Linked DNA regions of Mus musculus: region 1 is linked to region 2. Evidence: chromatin contacts called from public HiChIP or PLAC-seq data. All regions are on one chromosome and are shown on one strand. Each heading gives the region's core, a stretch centred on a gene start, on an enhancer-like site or on the middle of the called end of the contact. The rest is flanking DNA. Distances are from core to core; before and after follow the strand shown.

What was found. HiChIP or PLAC-seq counts read pairs in DNA pulled down with a chosen protein or histone mark.
Region 1: a contact with region 2 is called in an H3K27ac HiChIP or PLAC-seq map of the HPC-7 cell line, with 7 times the contacts expected there. The contact joins the promoter of Cd300c here to the enhancer-like site in region 2. A contact is called at or near these places in 1 of 39 promoter capture datasets (macrophages), 10 of 484 Hi-C or Micro-C datasets (the BV-2 cell line, the HL-1 cell line, bone marrow-derived dendritic cells and 6 more), 3 of 115 datasets of contacts at active chromatin or transcription factors (the HPC-7 cell line, embryonic stem cells and neural progenitor cells) and 3 of 9 other capture datasets (adipose tissue, bone marrow-derived macrophages and liver).

What each region holds. Positions count from the first base shown.
Region 1 is chr11:114,957,483-114,962,097 of GRCm38.p6, reverse strand. Cd300c (CD300C molecule) reads left to right here and starts at 1,591. Exons shown (of 4, transcript NM_001368239.1): 1 at 1,591-1,753; 2 at 2,184-2,531; 3 at 4,454-4,574. The coding sequence starts at 1,681.
Region 2 is chr11:114,911,643-114,916,133 of GRCm38.p6, reverse strand. No RefSeq gene overlaps it. Among named protein-coding and RNA genes, the nearest start is that of Cd300lb, 20 kb to the left of the region's middle. Within about 2 kb of position 3,158, at least 37 of the 459 cell types and tissues checked have an H3K27ac peak or open chromatin away from gene starts, as enhancers often do. A contact at or near this core is called in the BV-2 cell line, the HPC-7 cell line, bone marrow-derived macrophages and 1 more, where this site is marked.

The sequences.
Region 1 (4,615 bases), core at 342-2,841, 48 kb before region 2:
GACCATACCTGCCATGTTTGCCACCATGCTGACCATGATAACAATGAACCAAGCCTCTGAAAGTGCAAGCCAGCCCTGGTTAAATGTTTTCTCTTATACTAGCTGCTGTAGTCATGGTGTCTCCTCACAGCAATAGAACAGTGATAAGGTACAGATAGCAAGCAGTGACCATGCCTTAGAGTCCTTCAGTGAATACAATAAGTGGTTTCTGAGCTCTTGTTGATTTGATATTCTGTAGAGCAAAAAGAAACAGTGGACATAGAAAAATGCAGGCAGATACCCTGATGGTCAATCAGTGAGAGGCAAGAAAATGATACAGTGAGAGAACATCTGCATTCTGTGTTAGTAGGGAGAACATCTGCATTCTGTGTCAATGGGGATTGGAAGTGAGTGGAATAAGGATTGTTCTCAGGAATGAACCCAGGAGAGTCCAAACCCAGCAAACCATAAGTGTAAAGGTCCCCTCAAAATGTCACCACAGCCTGCAGATATGGCTGTAGATCAGAGGGGTGTAGGTACCTCTATGGCCAGGTGGCTCACCAGGCTCTCAGACTCCCCCTTTTCCCTTCTTCCCCAACATGAAAGGGAAGTGGATGGCCAACATTGGGAAACTGAGTCATCAGAAAGGAGAGATCTGAGGTCATTCTTTCATTCTACCACACAGCACCTACCTCAAATTATGCCCATGTCTAGGTATGGGGCCAGGAGACTCAAGAAGGCAGAGCTGCCATGCATGGGGGCTCCCATCAAGGCCTGGCACTCAAGGGATGGGAGATTTCTGAGTTCAAGGTTAGCTTCAGCTAAATACTGCATTCGAGCCCAGGTGGGGCTGCAGTGTGAGATACTGTCTCAAATAATCAGGGCTGTGGATGCATCTTAGTCGGCAGAGAGCTTGTCTGGCATGCGTAGAGCCCTGGGTTCAATCCTGAGCACAGCATGGATGGGCTGTGGTGACAAACACCTTAAACTGCTGGACTCAGGAGCTGGAGGTAGGAGGATCAGTTCAAGGTCCTCCTTACCTACATAGACGCCAGCCTAGGATAGCGATTCTGCCACAGAAAAACAACAAACCAAACAGAATAAGACAAGAGAAGTGAAAGCTGTGACCTACAGGTCTGTACTCTTTGTGGGGACACAGCACCCAGATAAACTCTGATTAAGGGATCAGGTCACAGCATGACCTTGACCAGCAGTGTGAACCCGGAAATGGTCCTAGACACCCCAAGGACTAAGAGTGCCCTATAATCTGATATTTGGAAGGAGGTGATTGCTCTGTGATCACACAGTTAGAGCAACAGAATGGCAGCTTTCCAATCCACTCAGGAAGGGGCTTGTCACAGAGGGTGGTCAACCTGACCAGAAACAGAAATGCTCCCCAGGCCTCTGGCAGGAGGGTGGAAGCCCTTGGGTAAAGGCTAGGGGACAGATGGCATCCTCAGTCCCCAGCCGTGGGTTTCCCCACTTGTTGGGTGTGGTAGGAACCAAAGCCTCTGAGGCCTGGAACATCAACAGAGCCCTTCCTGCACCTGTTCATCTGGAGCCTGAAGTGAGAGCCAGGGACCAGGAAGCAGAAGACAGAAAGGAGAACTAGGCAAGAGGGCATTCTACTGTCTAGAAGGAGACATGTCCTTCTCCTCTCTTGGCCCTGGTGTGGGTGCAGGAGACAGCTGAGCTGAAGAAATGAATCCCAGAGTAATAAGATTGTGGCTGCCTTCAGCTGTGCTACTCTCCTTGGTTTCAGATATGCATGGAGGTAGGTGTATTGGGTTTACTTGAAAGGGGAAATCTATGGGAGGTGGGAGAGAGGGACAGAGAGAGAAGTCAGCACAGGCAGAGGGGTCTAGAGAGAAGCAGGAAGGGTGGGGTTGGGTGGGGTCCAGGACCATCAGCATCTGCTCCCCAGGGGCTGCCAGGTTTCTGTGCACAATACAGTCATGTCTACCACACCTGAGGCAGATTCAGGACAACTGGGAGGGTCACCTGTGACAGTCAGTGCCATAACCGCATAATCTCTATTTATTTTATAATCTCTCTATGACCTCAGTCCTGACTCCTGATCTGACAAAGCCTGTCTCCTTTCTCATGGTTTCCTCAAGACCAGAGGGTTTTCTAAGACCTGACGCAAGGGAAGACTTCCTACTCCCCAGCGGTCAGGGTGCAGAATTGAGGTCTGTGTTTTCCAGGCCATTTCCCTGTGCGTGGTCCCAGCACTGTCACAGGCACTGTGGGGGAGTCACTCAGTGTGTCCTGTCAGTATGAGAAGAAATTGAAAACTAAAAAAAAAATCTGGTGCAAATGGAAATCTAATGTACTGTGTAAAGATATTGTCAAGACCAGTGCCTCAGAAGAAGCTAGGAATGGCCGAGTGTCCATCAGGGACCATCCAGACAACCTCACCTTCACAGTGACCTTGGAGAACCTCACCCTGGAGGATGCAGGCACCTACATGTGTATGGTGGATATAGGATTCTTTTATGATGCCTACTTACAGATCGATAAGTCCTTCAAGGTTGAGGTGTTCGTGGTCCCAGGTAAGCCTCCTTCCTGCCAGGGCAGCCTGAGTCCAGGCCTGCCATTCCCTCATGGAAGAAGGAAGCCAGGAACCTCAGCATGCTGAGCTTGGCTAGTGAGAGATTCAGGACAGGGAGTGTGAGTGCACACGCGCCTCCATGAGAGCATGTGTGGTACGTGTGATACTATATGTGCACCAGTACATGTGTGTGCGCACACAGGCACAGTGGGGACCTGTGTCCTTAGAAACGACTGTGTTATTTTATTTATTTGTTTGTGTGTTCATGTATTTGTTTCTAGGGGACTTCCCTTGGAGTGTGTGAGTGAACAGAGAACTTCTGAGTGTCAATTCTCTGTTTCCACCTTGTGGGTCAAACTCAAGTCATCAGGCTTGGTAAGCAGGGCCTTTCCCCCCTGAGCCATCTCATCAGCCCCTGGTGGGGATTCTCTGTGCACCATGGGACAGGCTCAGGCCTGAAACTTTCTAGAAACAGGCTCTGAATCACATCACTGGCTCTTTGTGACTTCCTGTCCTGTTAAGACTCAAGTACACATTCCCAGGTCTCTGGCCCTGTCTCCATTCTCCATAGATGAATGATACCCTAGCTCATCAGCTCCCCTCTCTCAAAGGTGGCTCTGACCTGGGTACCCCGACTTCCCTTCTGGGTACCAGCTTCATCACTGGTTCTGGGACTTCTGAGGGACCACCAGAGACACAAGGAGGAGCCTAGGCAGTCTATGGGGTTTCTCAGTGCCCCGAGGAACCCACTTACCCCCTCCAAGATCCCCTGTGTCCCTTCTCCAAGGAACCATTAACTGCTGGAAGAGACTCAGAGAATCCCTCCAAGGTTCCTCTTCTTAGGGCTGAGGGTCAAGCAGGATGGAAGACAGGCTTTCAGCTACTTTGCTCTCCAATATTCTCCATGTTTGTAGTTGATTCTCCTCTAATGGAGCCTCCCTTGTTCACAGAAACCAAATCAGTGCATCAGTTTAAGGATTGAGGTAGTGACAGGGGCTGAAGGAAAGGGCCCATCCTCTCTGTTAATCCCAGGTTTTCTTTTTCTTTTCCTCCTCCTCCTCCTCCTCCTCCTCCTCCTCCTCCTCCTCCTCCTCCTCCTCCTTCTCCTCCTCCTCCTTCTCTTTCTCCTCTTTCTCTTCCTTCTGCTCTTCTTCCTCTCCTCCTCCTCCTTCTCCCCTTCCTCTTTCTAATTCCTCTTCTTCCTTCTTCTTCTCCTTCTCCATCACCATTACCATCATCATTATTCGAAGAGAGGATCTTGTGTAGCCCAGGTTAACCACCATCTCACTGTGTACTTAGGATTCATCTTGAATGCCTGATCTTCCTGTCTCTGCCTCCCCAGTATGGAATTGCTAGCATTTATCACCACACCCAGGTTCTGGTGCCTGGTTCTCCACTTTGATTTTCCCCTTATATGTTTCACTGAAACCTCATCTGTGGGTTTGTACTGAAGATTTGGAGCTTCAATCCCACTGACATCACTACTCTGCAGTAGAGTCCATTCTCCTCAGGGGCCTACACACATCTGCCTTTCTAGAACTTTCTATCTCCTCATTCCTCAGAGAAGACTGTCTGGCTGACACTAGGAATGAATGGGCCAGGCAGACATGGAGTCCCACTACCCTGTTTGTCCCCAGAAAGATGGTGGACAAGGAGGCAAAAGGTGTGGCTGAGGCTGGATGGGACCTGGCACTCACTAAGGTCTTGTCACTTAAGACACTTGGGACACTTAAGCTGTCCTTTCTAAGAAAACTGGGTTCATGTTTGCAAATGCCACCCAGACTCTGCTCACCATGATATGGGCTGGGAGATAATCCACATGCCCCTAGGGACCTGTGTGAAGCAGAGTGACAGAGGCTTTAGTGGGTAAGGCATGGAGTGGAGGTCATGAGAACTGTCTTGTGTTTCCATCCTTTGCTCCAGTCAAAGGTTCACGCCCTGGGAACGGTATCAACATTCTGGCTTCCCCCACATCCTCAGCGGTGCACACTCAGCCCAACGTGACCACAGACGACACAATTCCTGCTCCCAGCCCTGAGCTTCGGTGAGGAACCGAAATCCCTGACTCCTTTGGATGGGGAGCAG
Region 2 (4,491 bases), core at 1,909-4,408:
TGTATGTGTACCATGTATGTGCCTGGGGTCCACGTAGGTCAGAATAGGGTATCAGACCCCTGAACCTGGAGTTACAGATAGCCGTGAACCACCATGTGAGTTCTGGGAATTAACCCAGGTCCTCCGAAAGAGCAGCCAGTGCTCTTAACCACTGAGCCATCTCTCCAGCCCTTTGGACATTAATCTTATCCATCAGTCACTGGGCCACTTACCTGGGTTATCAGAGATGCAGCAAGATGCCACATGTCATAGATTCAATTATGTAGGAGAGAGGACACTCTGATGTGTCTTTCTAGGACTCATTTAGTGATGTGCCTGTGTCGAGAGCCATTGTCTGCTTCCTACAATAACTAGTGCTGGAAATTTCCCAACATATAGACTTGCCAGGATAACAGAAAGTCAACACTGCCCTTCTTCCGACTCTGACACACAGAGACACCACAGGACACCTAAGAGCAGTGAATACCGTTTCATAGTTGACCCCACAGAGCAACTATGGGGAGAGAGGGTCCCACACAAAGTGTTCCCCACCCACCTAAAAAATATACGAAACCTTCGCCTTGAAGACCTTATGGAAGGACACTTTCCTGACCATAAAGAGGGGGCAGGCTAACCAGAGACAGTAGGAAGCTGTGACTGGAATCCAGGAGAATAGCATGCTTGGTGGAACATACACAGACAGCCATGTGCATTCTTCCTATCATGAAACCAAGATGTATTTCTATCCACTGCTTCTGCTTCTAGGACATCCTCCTGTCTATACCTCCCACCTCACAGTAGCAGTGTTAACATTACAGGCTTGCACCACTGCGTCCAGCTTTTTAACATGGCTTCTGGGGGTTAAACTCAAAACAGAGGCAAGCACTTTTACCCCTGAGTCAACTCGCACCCTCCAGGCTTTTTATAGTTCATTTCTACAGAAGCACGTGAGCACTCTTCTTTGTGGCAGCCACCACCAGAAGTTCGTTGTTGGGGACAAGCAGTGGGAGGAAGAAGGAGAAGCCCGGGAGCAGAAAACTTGTTTATGTCCTCACTTCCCCATCCCCAGGGCTATGGCACCAGCCGGGGTCTTGCAGATAGTTGATAAACACAAGCTAAATACAGGAAGGAGGGATGGGGAAAGATGGGCATGATAGAGAATGGGAGAAAAGGCACGTTAACTAAGATGTTTGTTTATTGTTTGTTTGTTTGTTTGTTCATTGAGATAGGGCTTCACTCTTTAGTCCTGGCTGGCCTCAAACTTGCAGCAATCCTCCTGTCTCAACTTCCAAAGTGTTAGGAGGGCAGATTCACAGGGGTGAGTCTTTGCTAATTATAGCTAACTATAATTAAGTCAGCAGCATAGAGAGAAAGTTTCAAAGATGTAAGAATGGTGTTCTAGGTCTCTCAGAGTGCGGCGTGGCTCAGCTTTTCTTTAATTATTTCCAGGCACTGAAGCTTATTTCTTTTACTTTATTTTATGTGTCTGACTGTTTGCCTGCGTGAATGTCTGTCGCCACACTGTGCAGCACCCACAGAGGGCAGAAGAGGGTGTCAGCTCCCCTGGGACTGGAGTTACAGGCGGTTGTGAGTCTCCATGTGGATGCTCTTAGTAACTGGCTGTGTCTCTAGCCTCTTCTCCATTTTTTTTCTACAATGATTATTCCTCAATCGTTCCCAACATTAAAAATACATTCCCAGCGCCTTCAAAATTATTTACAAACAAAAATCCAAGCAGGTTCACGCCTCCCCAGTTGTTCTCAGCACTCCCCACTTTCTGACTTCTGAGGGTCATGCACACTCCTCCTCCGTGGACATACAAACATCACATCTTTTCTTCGGTCACTGGTCTCTTCTATTTATGAGACTCTGTTCACCATTTGAGAGTTACTTTCAGGAAGCCACCATGGTGCCTGCTCACCTCTACCTCAGCAGGAGGCCTGTCCCCCCTGCTCACTGGCTCCTCAGCTCAACGTGTAGCCAAGAATAAGTTTGAACTCCTGATCCCAAGTCCTGAGATTACAAGCATGTGCCACCACACCCAGCACCTGGCTGGCTTTATCCTTGCAGTTGAAGGTATTTCTTCATACAGTGTTGACATCTGAGCATAGCTGATCTCCAGGTCCCTTTGAGACTCTGTCTCCATTTAAAACTAAGACCTATGTATTGGTGGGAAGAAGGAAGAGATGGATGGAAGGAAAGAGGAAGGGAAGTCATTTATATAAATAGGATGTTTGGGGGGGTCAATGATCCTTCTTGGTGCCCCCACTAAACTGTGTCCATGGATTCTGCCATTCCCATTCCTCACTTTTCTGCCCAGGCAGTCGAGAACTCTGGGTTTGACAGTTTCTTGGGTTTCAGAAGTACATTGTGGGCTCTGCTGAGCTGCGTGGTCCATATTTGTAGGGTCTAATCCAAAGGAAGCTTGGGCAGGCAGCAAGGAAACTGCACGTGAGTGAGTCCAGGTCTGGAAGAGAGTCTGGGTGACAACAAGGACCAATGGCTGGGACACTGGGCATTGCGTGTGACAAGGACCAATGTGGGGCCTCTGGGCATTGTGTTCCAGGCCTAATACTTAGATAGCCTTAAATAATAGAGTTCTTCCTTAGTCCGTAGGAAGCCCTAGCTTCTATCCCCAGCACCAGTTAAAACTGGGTATGATGGCACACACCTGTAATCCCAGCACTTGAAAGGTGGAGGCAGGAGGATGAGGAGTTCAAAGCCATCCTTTGCTACCTGGAAAGTTTGAGGCCAGCCTGGGGTACATGAGATATTAAAATAAAATAAGATAAAATAAAATAAAATATCTGTGCATCTTCTTGCCTCACTGTCTATCACTCTGTCCCCCATTTTTCTATACCCACCACAGGGACAGTGACTGACCTTCCCTTGGGCAGGCTGCAATCAATGGAAAACGTCAAGAATCAGGATGAGATAACAGAGCACAGCACAGGAAACGCGCGATCAGGAAGTTTCGGGTTCTCTTTCCACATCAAGGGGAGGGCAGGGGAGTGGAGTGCCAGGCAAGGGTTGTTGTCCTTCCTCTTAATTCAAGCTCTTCCCCTTCACAGTCGCAAGACACAGAAAATGCAAAATTCTCTGTCCCGGCTGGACAGCTAGAGCAAGACATGTGCGATTCTAGCAGTGGCCACAGGGTGGAGACATTGGCTGTCCAATCCCTCAGTTATGCTCCAAGGTGGAATCAGCTCCCAAAACCACTGGGGCAGCCCGGTGTCTTAGTTAGGGTTTTACTGCTGTGAACAGACCATGACCAAGGCAAGTCTTATAAGGACAACATTTAATTGGGGCTGGCTTACAGGTTCAGAGGTTCAGTCCATTATCATCAAGGCATGACCACGGCAGCATCCAGGCAGGCATGGTGCAGGAGGAGCTGAGAGTTCTCCATCTTCATCTGAAGGCTGCTAGCAGAAGGCTGGCTTCCGGGCAGCTAGGAGGAGGGTCTTAAAGCTCATGCCCACAGTGACACACCTGCTCCAACAAGGCCACACCTTCTAATAGTGCCACTGCAGGGGCTGAGCATATATAAACCATCACACTCAGTGAGTGCAAAGTCAGCCAAAAAGGCAGTGTGTTCCTCAGACCATTTCCTTCTCCCTTCCTTCCTTCCTTCCTTCCTTCCTTCCTTCCTTCCTTCCTTCCTCCCTCCCTCCCTCCCTCCCTCCCTCCCTCCCTCCCTCCCTCCCCTTGGACAGGTCTGTTAATATACTCTAGTCTGACCTTGAACTTGCCATCCTGCCTTGAGGTTATGGTTTAAAACTTTAGGTCTTTGCAATAATTTTGGACAGATGGATTAGGACTAACTTAACATACATTCCATCAGATTCTGTCGGTGAGCATAATTAATTAATATTAATTAATTTTTTTAAGGAGAGGGGGCTTTGCAACTGCTCTTCCTGTAGTCTTACCCACCACTGAGCCTGTTTCAGGGAGTCCTGAATTTAGCTAAGAATTTAAAGGGGTGGGCGTGTAGCTCAGTGGTAGAACACTTACCCAGCATAGTCATGCAGTGGATTATTATGGTATGGTGCTGCCATTCTTACATGAGAATGTAGAATGATCTCTGAGGTAGTTGTGGCCTGAAACACTGAGGGGTGGGAAAGGGGGGCTCAGAATGGGAAGCCCAGCATCCACGTGGCCGAGGGAGCAGGAACATGAGGACCACATCTACGTGAATATGTGCAAAATGGCCGGGTAGAGTCACAAGCCACAGAACCACATCTAGTCAACGACAGACCACATATGTGATGTTGGATCTCAAAGAATGTCATGAGATGACAATTATTCCCTCGTGACGCCGGAGCTGCCTAACATTGTCGCTGAAACCATTACTTGCGGGTGTATAGTGTGGTATAAATAAACACACCTACAGCTTTGCCAGGAATATAAAACTATAGTGTGGGGGGTGGGGGTGTTGGAGACAGGCCTCTGTTGTGAGAGTGTTTGCCTAGCATGCTCCAAGTCCTGTCCACAAACTCATTTCTCAGAGCCTGT